2 separate regions of the Mus musculus genome follow, and region 2 is linked to region 1. A link is a contact called in public Hi-C data. All regions are on one chromosome and are shown on one strand. The core of a region is the stretch at or near the end of the contact, and the rest is flanking DNA. Distances in the headings are between cores, read along the strand shown.

Region 1 (3,297 bases), core at 516-3,015:
CAGGGATCTCTGAGTTCAAGGCCAGCCTGATCTACAGAACAAGTTCCAAGACAGCCAGACCCACACAGAGAAACTCTATCTTGGAAAAAAAAAGGAATGAAAATAAAAATTTTTAAGTATTTATTTTATTTTACATGTATAACTGCTCTGCTTGCATGTATGGGTTGGTGATCACAGAAGCATTGGATCATCTGGAAGTAAAGTTGCAGATGGTTGTGAAGCACCATGAGGGTGCTGGGAACTGACCCTGGGTCATCTCCAAGACAGGAGGTACTCTAACTCCTGAGCAATCATCCCAACCCCTCAGCCCTTATTTTAAATCATATTAATTAGTGAGCTAGTGTCTTACTTAGGGTTTCTATTGTACCAAACAGACACCGTGGCCATGGCAACTCTTATAAAGGAAAACGTTTAATGGAAGCTGGCTTACACTTTCAGAGGCTCAGTCCATTATCATCATGGTGGGCAGCATGGCAGCACACAAGCAGACACCATGCTAGAGAAGGAGCTGAGAGTTCTATATCCAGATTGGCAGACAGCAGGAAGAGAATGCCACCCTGGGCTTGGACTGACCATCTTGAGACCTCAGAGCCTTCTCCAGTGACACACTTCCTCTAACAATGCCACAACCCCTCCCCACAAGGTCACACCTCCTTACAGCGCACTCCCTGTGAACCTATGGGGGCCATTTTCATTCAAACCACCACAGCTAGTGATCTAGCTCGGGTGGCAGAATGAGGCCGGGACAGAGGTAATGATTTCAAGGGGAGAGAGGGATGGCAGGTCTCACTTATCAGGGCCCCTCTACCAACTATCACCTATGGCAGTCTCATTCCTAAGATGGTTCAGGGACAGTTGAGTCAGGAATTCAACCCTGCATAGAACCCTTGCTGATCTCTAATTTTTAAAATCTCATGGATTTGAAATAATCAGGAAACAAAATAACTGAATGTCAAACTTTCCCCTTTAAAGTATAATATGATTATTAATTGTATTATTTGAATTAAACTATTAGGCTAAGCTTTTGAAATAATTGGCAATCAGGGCATCCATTAGCAATGTATATATGTATGTATATATATACATAGATACGCAGGAGTATGTGAATCTGGGTTTTTAATCTGGGCCAAATCAAATATATAGTAATTAAGCTTGGTTATTATACTCCATGCCTGAGGACCAGGATTCTGCTATTCTAGGCCAGTATCCTTCTCTTATTGCCAACACGTATTTTGAGAATGCACGCGCACACACACACACACACACACACACATACACACACACGTCTTGTTTAGTTATTTTTCATAAGATCACGATAAACATGTATTGATCTTTGAAATCGTAACCACACAGACAGATGCTGGGATGCTGACACTGCACTCAGTAGATAGCTGCCACTCATTGGTAGCTGGTATAAAAGATGGTTGGTATTCTGCACTTTGTCCCTGGAGATGAAGAACTGAACAAGGCAGACAAACCTTTGCCTGTGTTGTATAACAAACATCCAGACGCCGGTGAAGACAGAAAATAACGTGTAATCATTAAAAGAGTTCAAATACTGATACATGGATGAAGGCTAAAACAAGGTAAAGAAAGACAGGAAATGCCCTGGCACGGGATGCTTTCTTTTGAGTGGGTTGGGGAGGCCTCTTTCAGGGTCCCACTTGAAAGGAAAGATGAATGATAAGAAAGTCATTGTTGCAGGATTTTCTCTGTCCAATCACATTAGGGCACTGGCAGGCCTGTGATTGGACAGGAAAAGGGAGGCGGAGCTGGGAGGGAGAGATAGAGAGTTAACCTGAGGGGGAGAAGGAGAGAAACCTACATGGAGGCAGACGAATTGAAAGATGATCCTGACCCCACGTGGTTTTAAGCAGCCACAAGTAGCTAGGTTTTTCACAAGATTAGAATAATTGGGTTAAAGCCTATCTTTATCAGTTGGCATCTTGTAAATTGTGACCTTACTGTTATATAAATCTGATTGAATAATTAAGCTCTAAGAGTCATGTTTCTACTGGGTAACTAGGTGTTGAGATGGCTGATCGTGGGGTGTGTGTGTGTGTTGTGTGGAAAACAGATGAACTCGCTAGCTGGGAGTAGCTCAGTGGTGAGAAAACGCCGAGCTGAACACACCCACCCACCCCACCCCACCCCACCCCACTCCACTCCACTCCACTCCTGCCAGGACCTAGTGTTGTGGCCCACCAGTGCTGGTACTTGAGCATGATCATGGACCAGCCAAGGCAGGAGAAATGGCGGGTTGCCTTTTTTTTTTTTCTTTTTCTTTTTTCCGAGACAGGGTTTCTCTGTGTAGCCCTGGCTGTCCTGGAACTCACTTTGTAGACCAGGCTGGTCTTGAACTCAGAAATCTGCCAGCCTCTGCCTCCCGAGTGCTGGGGTTAAGGGGGTTGCCTTTTAAAATATTTTCTGCAACAAGTCATGTAGAACATGGTCCACACAAATCCTGAGGTGACTGGAGAATCGTTAATGAGCGCATGGCAAGGTGGTGATGGTATACAGGTGGTACAGGCAGAGAAGGGGGAATGGGAAAGAGGGCCAGAGACAACATGCAAGGATTCTGCGGTGCAGGACGGTGACCCACTTGAAGGGCCTAACGCATACAGTTTGAGGTGACAGGTGGTGCCTGAGAGTGAGCTCTTTCTGGAGTTTGCCTCCTAGTTGCCTCGATGGCCCCAGCTCCAAGGACCACCATGTAGCAGTGTGGTCAGAGAAGGAAGAGGACAGCCTGACACCCAGAGTTGGCCTTAGTGTCACTGTGGACTGATCTGGAATGGTAGCTAAGCTCAGTTGTTCCTTCTAAGGAAGACAGTCACAGCCATCCTGTCAGACACGGAGACTGCTGTCTCCATGCAGGAGGTAGAACCAAGGTCACTTAGCAATTGTCTGAGCAAGAACAAAGTGCAGAATACCAACCAATGAGTGATAGCTACCGAGGGAAGTGTCAGCATCCCAGCATCCCTCTATGTGTCCAACTCCTCGGTAGCACTTGTTAAGATAAGAATCCTAGACCCCCCCCCCAACCCCCAGCTCTTGACAGCATCCATTCTAGAAGCAAACTTTGCTCCTTTGAACTTTTCACCAATTCAGCGGGTGAATTGAGCCCCAGAGTACCCTCCTGCTGGGATGCTCCAGGCTGAGCCTCTCCAGGATCCCCTGGTGCTTGTTCTTTTCTGCTGTAATGAACTCCGCACAGACAAGGGAGTTCCTTGGGCTGGAGGGTATGATGGTAGATGAGAATCCATTCTGCCACAGAGTAGAGAAACATTGTTTCGTGTG
Region 2 (3,297 bases), core at 590-3,089, 150 kb after region 1:
AGAGGGTCAGCTGTGACTGTAGTAGGGAGCTGTTCTGCATCAACCTGGCCCAGCCCCCATCGGCCCTGCCATCAGCCCCTCCGTTCGTCTCTGCAGCAGCACTCCGCAACTAGCTTCCTTTACATCCCCAGTGATACATTTATTCCTTGCCGATTCAAGTGACTTCTTTCACATTATCTGGGCAGAAAGTTAGAGCTTGTCTCTTATGTTCTTTGTAAGCGCTCTCATGGTGTCACTGTGGTCTACTGTGTCAGCAGCAATTGCAAGGGTGACAACAGTGGTAATGGTGATGGTGATGGTGGTGGTGGTGATGGTGATGGTGATGAGAGTGGTGGTGGTGGTGGTGGTGGTGGTGGTGGTGGTGGTGGTAGTGGCGTGATGGTGATGGTGATAATGATACCCCAACTTTATACGTGAGGAAACTCTTGCTAAAAGGGTTAGGTCACTGATTCAGTGTCACATAAAGAAGTCGTCGAGACATAATTTAAAGAGGCACAACACTAAAATTAACTGCTAAACTGTAGCTGTCCAGCAGCCACAGAGAACTGGGTACACCTGAAAAGGAGGGAGGCGAGGTGGAAGACCTCATCCTAGGTTGGAAAGACTCCACCCTAGCTGGGTGAGCAGAAAGACCAACTGTGGCAAACCATTAAGATCTGATTAGCCTGCTCAGGGCTGGGGGAAGGGCACACTAAACTGCTGTTTCTCCCATACCAGAAGAATAAACCTCTTTCCGGGAGGGGGTGTGTGGGATGTTTTAAAAAGAAACAAAGAAACTTACTATAGGGATCTACGTGCAAGACTTCTAGGAGAACTAAAAAGTAAGTCCATTATTTGAGTCTCCTGTCCCAGTGCTAAGTGCCGAGCTCAGGAAGCAGCTGAGCAGAGGTCACAGAACCCTGGAAGTCATCGTTGACGTCAGGGCTGCTCCAGCCCCAACTCAGAGACTACAGCAGACACAAAGTCTAGGAGACACTGGAAAGTTCACATCCTCTGAAGCCAAGTGTGACTGTCACCCACCCCTGATGCCAGGGTGGACAGCTCCACTCTCTCTGTCTCCCAAACATCTCAACCAAATCTAAACCACGCTGTTATAGTCAGCTTCGGTTGTCAACATGGCTCAGTTGGAAGGAGGGAACCTCTCTCTGCTGAGGAATTGCCTCCACCAGATTGGCCAGTGGTCATGTCTGTGAGACATTTTCTTAATTGTTACTTAATGTCCACTGTGGACAGGGTCATCCCTGGACAGGTGATCTGGGCTGTATAAGAAGGTTAGCTGAGGCTGGGCAATGGTGGCGCATGCCTTTAATTCCAGCACTTGGGAGGCAGAGGCAGGTGGATTTCTGAGTTCAAAGTCAGCCTGGTCTACAGAGTGAATTCCAGGATAGCCAGGGCTACTCAGAGAAACCCTATCTCAAAAATCGAAGGAGGAGGAGGGGGAGGAGGAGGAGGAGGAGAAAGTTAGTTGAGCAAGCCATGGGAGCCAGCCAGTAAGCAGCGTTCCCCCAGTCTCTGATTCAGTTCCTGCCTCCAGGTTTCTGTTTGAGCTCCTGCTCCGGCTTCCTTGAACTCTGTACTCTAACCTGTAAGACGTGATCAATCCTTTCTTCCCCCAAGTTACTTTTGGTCAGTGCTCTAATCACGGCAACAGAAAAACAAACAAACAAACAAAACAAACTAACAAACAAAACCCAAAGAAGAGCAACAGAGTCTGGGAAATGTAAGTCCCAGGCTTGCAGCCCCCGTGGTACAGGAGCAAGCATTAAAAGGTAGGAACAGCGGCCCAATCGGGTGTGCTTCCAGAGAAGGTGTGGCTGCTGACCTCCGGGTCCGCGCTAACAGTCTCCACCTGCTGGTAGACACGTGCTGGTGCAGGCCAGGTCCTTATCCTACCAAGCCGGGTCCCTGTGATGCTGAGTCACCGCGGCCAGCAAGTTCTGAATGACTGTGTTCCCTCTTGGGAGTGCTCTCCCAGCTTGGGAGGAAATCTCCCTGGCTCTGAGGAAATCCGTTGCCATACTGAGGAGAGAATCCATTAGTTGCTAAGGAAAGAGAATGTGGCCTCGTGGACCGCTGGACCCTGGTGGTTTGATCCTGTGGCTGGGGCCATGAGCCTCAGGCATGTGACTAAGTCTCTGGTTCTCGCTAGATTCCTGTGTGTAAAATCCTCTGACTTGACTCTCAGCTCCTTGCAGCCAGCCTGGCCAGCACCTGCGGCTACATACTTAGAATCTCTCAGCCCTGACCACAGAAAATCCACGCGAGAAGCACCTGTGTTGCTTTGTGGCCGGCAACATCTAATCTACGTCAGGGCAGGGAGAGATTTACCCATGACAAGGAAGGGCAAAGAGCCTGCAGTCAGCTACTATGGCCAGAAGAGCATTCCAGCCACTGGCTTTACCGCATCGTTCACCTTATTTCTCTAGCAGGAGCTCCAGTTGATATGAACATTGTATTGATCAAAATCCTAACAACCATGCCTTGGTCCCCTGCAAGTTCAGCTATGTATTTGACCTGCTGACTCTTAGTTTTTAAAGGATTTCAACACACACACACACACACACACACACACACACACACACACACACTTTTTTTCCCCCTGTTTAAGACACCTGAAGAAAATTGTTTTTCTTGCCTTACTTTAACACAGATGACCGGATCTCATGCCACCATCTGCTCTCTGTCTCAAGGCTGTGCTCACCTGTCCAGCAGTGGGTGACTCCACTGTATGTGCCAGCAGTACTCACGGGATGAGCACTGGGGAGCACCACCTACAGACGAAGGATGAGGATGAAGAGGAGGTGATGAGATCAAAGACAGGGAAAGAACAGATGGTGGCGACAGAGAAGAGCAGGACAGAAGACAAAACCCTCAGTGACAGCCACCTGGCCCAAGAGCCGTGGACTCATGGGTGGAACATTTGACTTTGGCAGGTCATGGTTCTCAGAGGTCAGAGGTCAGCCCTGCTGGTGTTGAAAGGGTTGGGTTATTACAAATTCTGTTTCTCCCTTTCCATGCAAGGACAATCATGTCCTACCTGTCCATCTAGCAATGTCCTTGTCCTGATAGATCTCAGGGTAGCAACAGAATAACAGGGGTGCAGAGCTCCCCAGAGAGGCCCCTGGGTCCACGCCAAGACCTGCCCCTCCATCAGACTCAGCTCTGGGGAACGGAGCATGCTGTAAAGGCCATTTAGGCAGAGGTGAATGCAGAGGACCCAGCCGGGTCAGAAACATGATCTGGCTTCTGATTTGACGCCTGCCCGAGTTAGCTTCTGCAGTAGGAAACTGCCTAGAT

What was found. A called contact is a pair of places that touch in the nucleus more often than the background predicts.
Region 2: a Hi-C map of regulatory T cells shows a contact between it and region 1, with 1.9 times the contacts expected there. The contact joins two enhancer-like sites. A contact is called at or near these places in 2 of 15 datasets of contacts at CTCF or cohesin (the NIH/3T3 cell line and large pre-B cells), 9 of 484 Hi-C or Micro-C datasets (B cells, CD4 T cells, CD8 T cells and 5 more), 10 of 115 datasets of contacts at active chromatin or transcription factors (bone marrow-derived macrophages, cardiomyocytes, embryonic stem cells and 5 more) and 1 of 9 other capture datasets (embryonic stem cells).

The regions. Positions count from the first base shown.
Region 1 is chr15:97,427,961-97,431,257 of GRCm38.p6, forward strand. No RefSeq gene overlaps it. Among named protein-coding and RNA genes, the nearest start is that of Gm41393, 23 kb to the left of the region's middle. Within about 2 kb of position 1,766, at least 8 of the 459 cell types and tissues checked have an H3K27ac peak or open chromatin away from gene starts, as enhancers often do. A contact at or near this core is called in CD8 T cells and regulatory T cells, where this site is marked.
Region 2 is chr15:97,579,967-97,583,263 of GRCm38.p6, forward strand. No RefSeq gene overlaps it. Among named protein-coding and RNA genes, the nearest start is that of Gm41394, 39 kb to the right of the region's middle. Within about 2 kb of position 1,840, at least 120 of the 459 cell types and tissues checked have an H3K27ac peak or open chromatin away from gene starts, as enhancers often do. A contact at or near this core is called in CD8 T cells and regulatory T cells, where this site is marked.